2 separate regions of the Mus musculus genome follow, and region 2 is linked to region 1. A link is a contact called in public promoter capture Hi-C data. All regions are on one chromosome and are shown on one strand. The core of a region is the stretch at or near the end of the contact, and the rest is flanking DNA. Distances in the headings are between cores, read along the strand shown.

Region 1 (2,978 bases), core at 198-2,697:
GGCTGCTCCCTTTCCACAACTGCCTCTGGTGCCCACTCTCTTCCCACAGTGCTGGTCTCATTCATCATATTCTTATCCAATGTTCCTTAGGGAAGCCTCCCGAACATCCCACCCCGGCCCTTAGTCTCCCCACCAGGAACAAGAAATCCCGTGCAGCAGGCACTAAGGGGGCAGCAGGGCAAGGCAGGCAGGAGATGAAAGTTCCAGCAAACAGTTGAGCTGGGTGAGCTCATCACTGCCCAGGGCAGGGCGTTAGATCAGCCGGAAAACCCGGCAGCAAGCAGAGGTAGCCCGCAACCCTGCATCCCAGCATCCAAGGCCTCCGTCCATAAAAACCAATCCCGTGTCTACATCTAGCCCAGACCTCCAGGCTAGACCTGAGCCCTTCACTTTCTATCAAGTCTGAAGCTCTCTCAGCTGATTCTGTGCTTGAGTCTCTATGCCCAGGAGGCTCCACTGTCCTTTGACAAAGCCAGAGAGATCAAACCCCCTCCACCCCGACCCTGACCCAGGGCTTGGAGAGAGTTTGAAACTTTCTCTTGGCATCGCACCTGCCTCTCTAGCCTGCATCTGTGCTCACTACCATAAGGGCTCTCATACGTCAGGATTCTTGGCCCTAGTACTTTGGGAAACGGTGTGAGAAAGGAAGAGGGGCAGGTGGATGGAGCAGAACCCTCTTGCCCCACCAGAGGCATGCATCCCTTTAGTTCATCCTGCCAGGCTCAGGAGGAATTCTCTGTCCTGTCTCCACCCACTCCGTGATGCTCCCCAACTCGGCTGCCTCCATCTGCTCCCCAGTCAGCCTCAACAACTGGCCTTTTACCCCCGACCGACCCGACTATCGTCGTCCCCCGAAACCCCCACCCCCACCCCAACCCGTGCCCTGGAGCAATGAGCCTGGGCAGGGGCATGGCTCCTAAGGACCCACAAGGCTAGCAGGATGAGAAGTTGGCTGAGAGCTTGGTTATTTGCTCATCATTCACCCCAGAGTCTTGTCTGTTCCAGATAGTAGATACTGGCCCCACCTTCATAGAAGAACTCCCTGCTACACTGAACCAGTGTCCCTGTGACATCCTCCCACAGATGCCGGAAAGCTCTCTGCCCTGAGCACACAACTCCAGCTCTGTGCCATTCCTCTGGAGAAAGAAAAGCCTCGCCACACCTGTGGGCTTCAGCTCCTTCCGCCCCACTTCCCAACTGTCCCATAACTGGCTCCATATCCGGGTGCACAGAGGAGCCCCCGTCTCAGACCTGCCAGGATGGCTTACCGCTTTGGATCATCAATTCTGCGCGCAGTCTGGTTCCTTCTGACTCGCTCCTTGCCCTTGCTCATCGCGTTAGGGTTACTTAAAATGAGAGCGGGGATCTCCAAGCTCCCAGGGGAGCCAAGGTCGTTTGCAGACAGCACCATTAACCCTTTGAGAGCCAGTGGCACGGCTCGATGCCTTATACAGACACCCCACACATGTGTCCACCTTGCAGCAGAGTAGGGGCTCTTCCTGTGGGGTGGCTGGCTCCTAAAGTACCTGCTAGGGACACTTCCTCCTTTTCAATTCTTCTCAAGGTTACTGACCTGCTGGGACGTCCTGCGAGTTGTCTAGCCATCCATTCTTTCTTGTGTAGCATTCTGTGGAGATCGGAGTTCAGATCTAAAAACTGACCTCATACCTCCCAGACTTAAACGTGACTCCAGCCTTTGCTTGAGATGCGCTCTCACTCACTCACTCACTGACTCACTGACTCACTCACTCACTCACTCACTCACTCACTCACTCACTCACTCACTCACTCACTAGTGCCAGATTGTCACAACCTGTAACTTTCCTTCTTTGGCTAGAATAAAATGATATAGATGAAATATATTTTAAAGTATATTATTTTTTACTTACTCCTTAGTACTGGAGACATGGCTAGGCAAATTCTTCCACCAGTGAGTCCCATCTTCCACATGATAGTTACTCAAGGTCATTTTTCTAAAGATTTAAAGGCACATAATATGTTTACTCTCTTATGGTTCTAGAGATTAAAAAAATTTTTTTAAGACCTTACTAATTTGACTTGAAGTTAGACAACAGGAAGAACTTCCAACTAAAGACTAAGCCAGTTAGGAGACAGTGACTACAGGAGTATCAGACAGCTCAGTGAGGAACAAGATAAGGGCTAGAATTCCCAGGACATCTTGGGGAGGAGATGAGAACTTAGCTGAGATGCCTAAGGAACAGGATCTCAGGTTGATACCTGGGACCAAGCCACCCTGGAGCCTGTCAGGGCTGTGTTCAGCTTTCCAGCCCCAAGCAGGGAGAAGGCTGATGGATGTTGTTGGTATCAGTATGATTTTCCTGTCTTCACTGACTCTGGGAGGCCATGCCCCCACCCCTCAGCATACTGCCTTCTGAGCTGATGGAGATGGGATGGAGGGCACGGAATTACATTCTGGGCTTGTTTTCTGGTTAAATCAACCGAAGCTAGCGTGATGGACAGGTGGGAGAGGGGCTGATTGATGGAAGACAAGAGCTGGGCCTCAGGGAGGGAGGGAGGGTCCTGGTGAAGGCAGGGCTCCGTAGGCCAGAGCCATGCAGGAAGGGTAACCTCGCACAGTGATGGGCAAGAGGAGACACACGGTGAAGGGAAGAGGAGATGTAGTTAGCATCCTGCTGTCTGTCGTAGGTGCTGGGTCTGCAGTGCAGCAGGCTGGCCTGCCCCTTGCTCGCCATCACCCACCTACGCTCATTCACTTAAGAGTTTGAAGCCTGGGCCTCCTGTCCACCATAGACAGGAGGCTGCTCTTCAGGCTCTGTTACTACAGTGCAGAGTCCCTTACAGAACACAAGCTGAGGCCAGGGTGAGAGTTGGGGGGTGGGGAGAGGGGGGCTGGCTGCTTCTTAGTATTTCCATCTCTTCTCCTTTGCTGCTTGGTCACCACCCCAGCATACTTCTTCTCATCTTCCTGGACACCCGACAGGGAAGCCCTCCTTGCT
Region 2 (2,978 bases), core at 267-2,766, 2.0 Mb before region 1:
ACGCGTGAGCCCGGAGGAAAAGAGCGATTTCTCAGAAGGGATTCTTTAATCCTCCCAAACACAGAGTCTGCACATTAGACACAGTGTGTGGGGATGTCCCCACAAAGGGAAGCAAGAAAGGAATTCTCACAGGACCATGGAAGAAAAACATGGGAAGTTAGGAAATCTCTCAAAATCAATCTCTCTCTCTCTCTCTCTCTCTCTCTCTCTCTCTCTCTCTCTCTCGTCTACATACTCCTTTTGTTGAATGTATAAAGAGAAACCACAGTCCCTACCTTTGAGTACAAACCCCAAGACAGTTCGGTCTCTATCACCATAACAACAATTCCAAACATCCCAAAAATCAGAGCATAGTCACTCAGTCGCTTTCTCTTTTCAAACAGGGCCCTCCTGTGTCCCAGCTTATAGCCAATGTTTTGGTTTTTCCGCTTGTTGGCTTTGGGGAAGGTGGTGCTGCCGGCCGTGGTGCCGGCATGCTGGTGGTTGTGGGTAGCGTTGGGGTGATGGAGCAGAGTCTGGTGGGCATGGTTATCCTCCCTGGAGGAGATGATAATCTCTGGGGGGTTGCTGGGACTGAAGAGCTGGAGGGGTTGGCCCTCAGGCTCAGCCTCGATAAGGTTTCTCCGAGAGGCGCTGAGGCGGCTGAGGGGCTTCATGACCCCACCGCTGTATTTGCAGGAGCTCATAGCTATCTCCGTGAAGGGATTGCTGTCCCGCCGGTGCACCAGGGGGCTGGCCTGCCGGTGCCGGCTGCCTCCACCGGGCCCACTTGTGGCTGTGGAACTTGGAGAGTGGCCAAGCAAGTGGTCATTGAGATTTAGCTGGCTGCCTTGCCTGGAGGAAGGGTGGAGGATGGCGGTAGAGTTGGCTGAAGTGGGGGCCCTGAACGCCGTGGGAGAAGAGTGCAACAGACCAGGATGGACAAGCTGGCTCTGGAGTTGGGCAAGCTGAGGCAGGGGGTGCAGTGGAGCCTGCTGCTGCTGCTGCTGCGACTGCTGCTGCTGCTGCTGCTGCGACTGTTGCTGCTGAGGCTGCGGAGGCTGAGGCTGCAGCAAGGGTCCCGGAGGCTGCTGGGGGACTGCTGGTGGCGCTGGCGGTGGTGGCGGTTGCTGCTGCTGCTGTTGCTCGTCCCCAGAAGATGGACAGGGACACTTGGGGTCTTCATCCAGGTCCCCCACCCCCGAGTCATGGAAGTGCCCAGAAGTGTCCATCTTGGGGCCTGGCTGAGTTCCCTGCAGCACGACCCTCCACCCCAAAGCCACCCTCGTTCCAAAGATGACCTCAAAGAAAGCCAGGCATCCAAGATTCCCCACCAGAAGTGTCTTGGCTCCAGTCCTCTCTCTTTGGTTTGCTTCAGTTCTCTGGGGCTGCCACTCGAGTATGCATTGTATTGGGCGGGTAGAAAAGCCAGGAGAGGAGCCGGGGGAAGGAGGAAGGGGCGAAAAGAACTCTATTCTGAAGGCGGTCCTCTAGGAGTGTATGAAGCAGACTCAGCTTCACTCCTCGCTGGCTCAATAGCTTCGCTCTCCTCCTCCTGACACTGTTATATGGCAAGCCAAGCCCACTTATTAGCCAGCGGTTTCATTGGCTTGGCTTAACTCTCCAACCCCTCCAAACTCCGCCTCCCTCTCAGGCTCCGCCTCCAAGAAGGGGCCTGCCATCCTTCGCTCCTCGCCGGGTGGCAGCGCAACGAGGGCTGGGAACTGTAGTTTTTGCTCCAAGACCACTACCACTCCAACCCCTCCACACTCCACCCGCAAGCTGAGCACCTGCCTTCTTTCCTCTGAAAGGTACGGTCAGGATACTGATGCCCACAGCAATCCCGGCTGAATGTTGGCGCTGGGGCGATGAAAGGAAGGGATCGAGAGCACCCTAAAGGGGAAGCTGTCACCATGCTGGGGAAACCGGGACCGGAGGACAAACGTTGATTAATAGCCAGTATCTGTACAGGTTGTTTTACACATTGGATTCCAGGTACATCTTCCAAAAGCCCAAGGGGATAGGGACTGTGCTCATATTTTACAAAGAAAATTAACACCGGGAGGCATTGAGCATAAACTGACAGAAGCAGAAGGGACCCACTCCTGACAGGGAGAAGCTCACCTACCTACCACTGTCAGAGCACCTGCGCTGTGTACAGGAGCCTCTGTTATTTCCAATCCTCACATCAACCCTATGAAGTGACGTCATCATCCTAAAAAAAGAAATAAAAGAAGGAAAAAGGAAAGAAAAGAAGCCCACTCACACGCAGATAAGAAATATGGCTCTTGTCACCCAGCTTGTAATTAAAGGCACTAGGATTTGAGCAGAGATCAGCCTGAGTCCACCACTCTTCTTCCGCTGCCTAGATGCTCCCCCCCCCCCATGATGATCAACACACAGTGGCTGTTCAATAAATAGTATCCACATGATGGATGGGAAAGGGCCAAAGAGAATCTGTCAAGGAAGAGCCAACTTCCCCAAAGCAGGATGTTTTAGTAACCTGGATCCAGCCTCTTCCAGAACAGCTGGGTCTGGAGTCACCTCAGGGTCGATGAGGACGACTGGAAATCCCAGTGGCTCCATGTCTGATCTGCCCCATGGGTCTCTGAGAGTCAGAGCTGGAAACAGCTGCTGGCTTCCCTGGTTCAGACTCCTCCTCATAAAGTATTTATTAGACTCCCACTGTGTGCAGAAGACTCTCCAAGGGGACAAGACCAGAGATGAATTTATTTCCATTTTTAATTGGGACAGCCTTAGCAATTGGGGGGGGGAGTGCTATGAATTCCTCTAGGCACACCTGGGCTCTAAGAGGGAGCATCTTCCTATCCACTTCCCAGCTCCCCACCATCCTCAGGCCTCTGTCTAGTGTCTCCCCTAGATAAGTGTGGAAGTACACATATCCAGATGCATGTGTGTGGTCACACCCGTGTACAGGTATGAGCACACACTTGCTCACACACACCCATCATGCTTCCAGAGCTTTCCCCCTGAATAGC

Evidence for each region. Promoter capture Hi-C pulls out the DNA fragments that hold promoters and counts their contacts.
Region 2: a promoter capture Hi-C map of liver shows a contact between it and region 1, with 2.8 times the contacts expected there. The contact joins the promoter of Kcnn3 here to the promoter of Etv3l in region 1. A contact is called at or near these places in 2 of 39 promoter capture datasets (liver and pre-B cells).

The regions. Positions count from the first base shown.
Region 1 is chr3:87,548,526-87,551,503 of GRCm38.p6, reverse strand. It overlaps Etv3l (ets variant 3-like), which reads right to left and starts at 1,447. Exons shown (of 6, transcript NM_001370856.1): 1 at 1,269-1,447.
Region 2 is chr3:89,518,702-89,521,679 of GRCm38.p6, reverse strand. It overlaps Kcnn3 (potassium intermediate/small conductance calcium-activated channel, subfamily N, member 3), which reads right to left and starts at 1,516. Exons shown (of 8, transcript NM_080466.2): 1 at 276-1,516. The coding sequence starts at 1,211.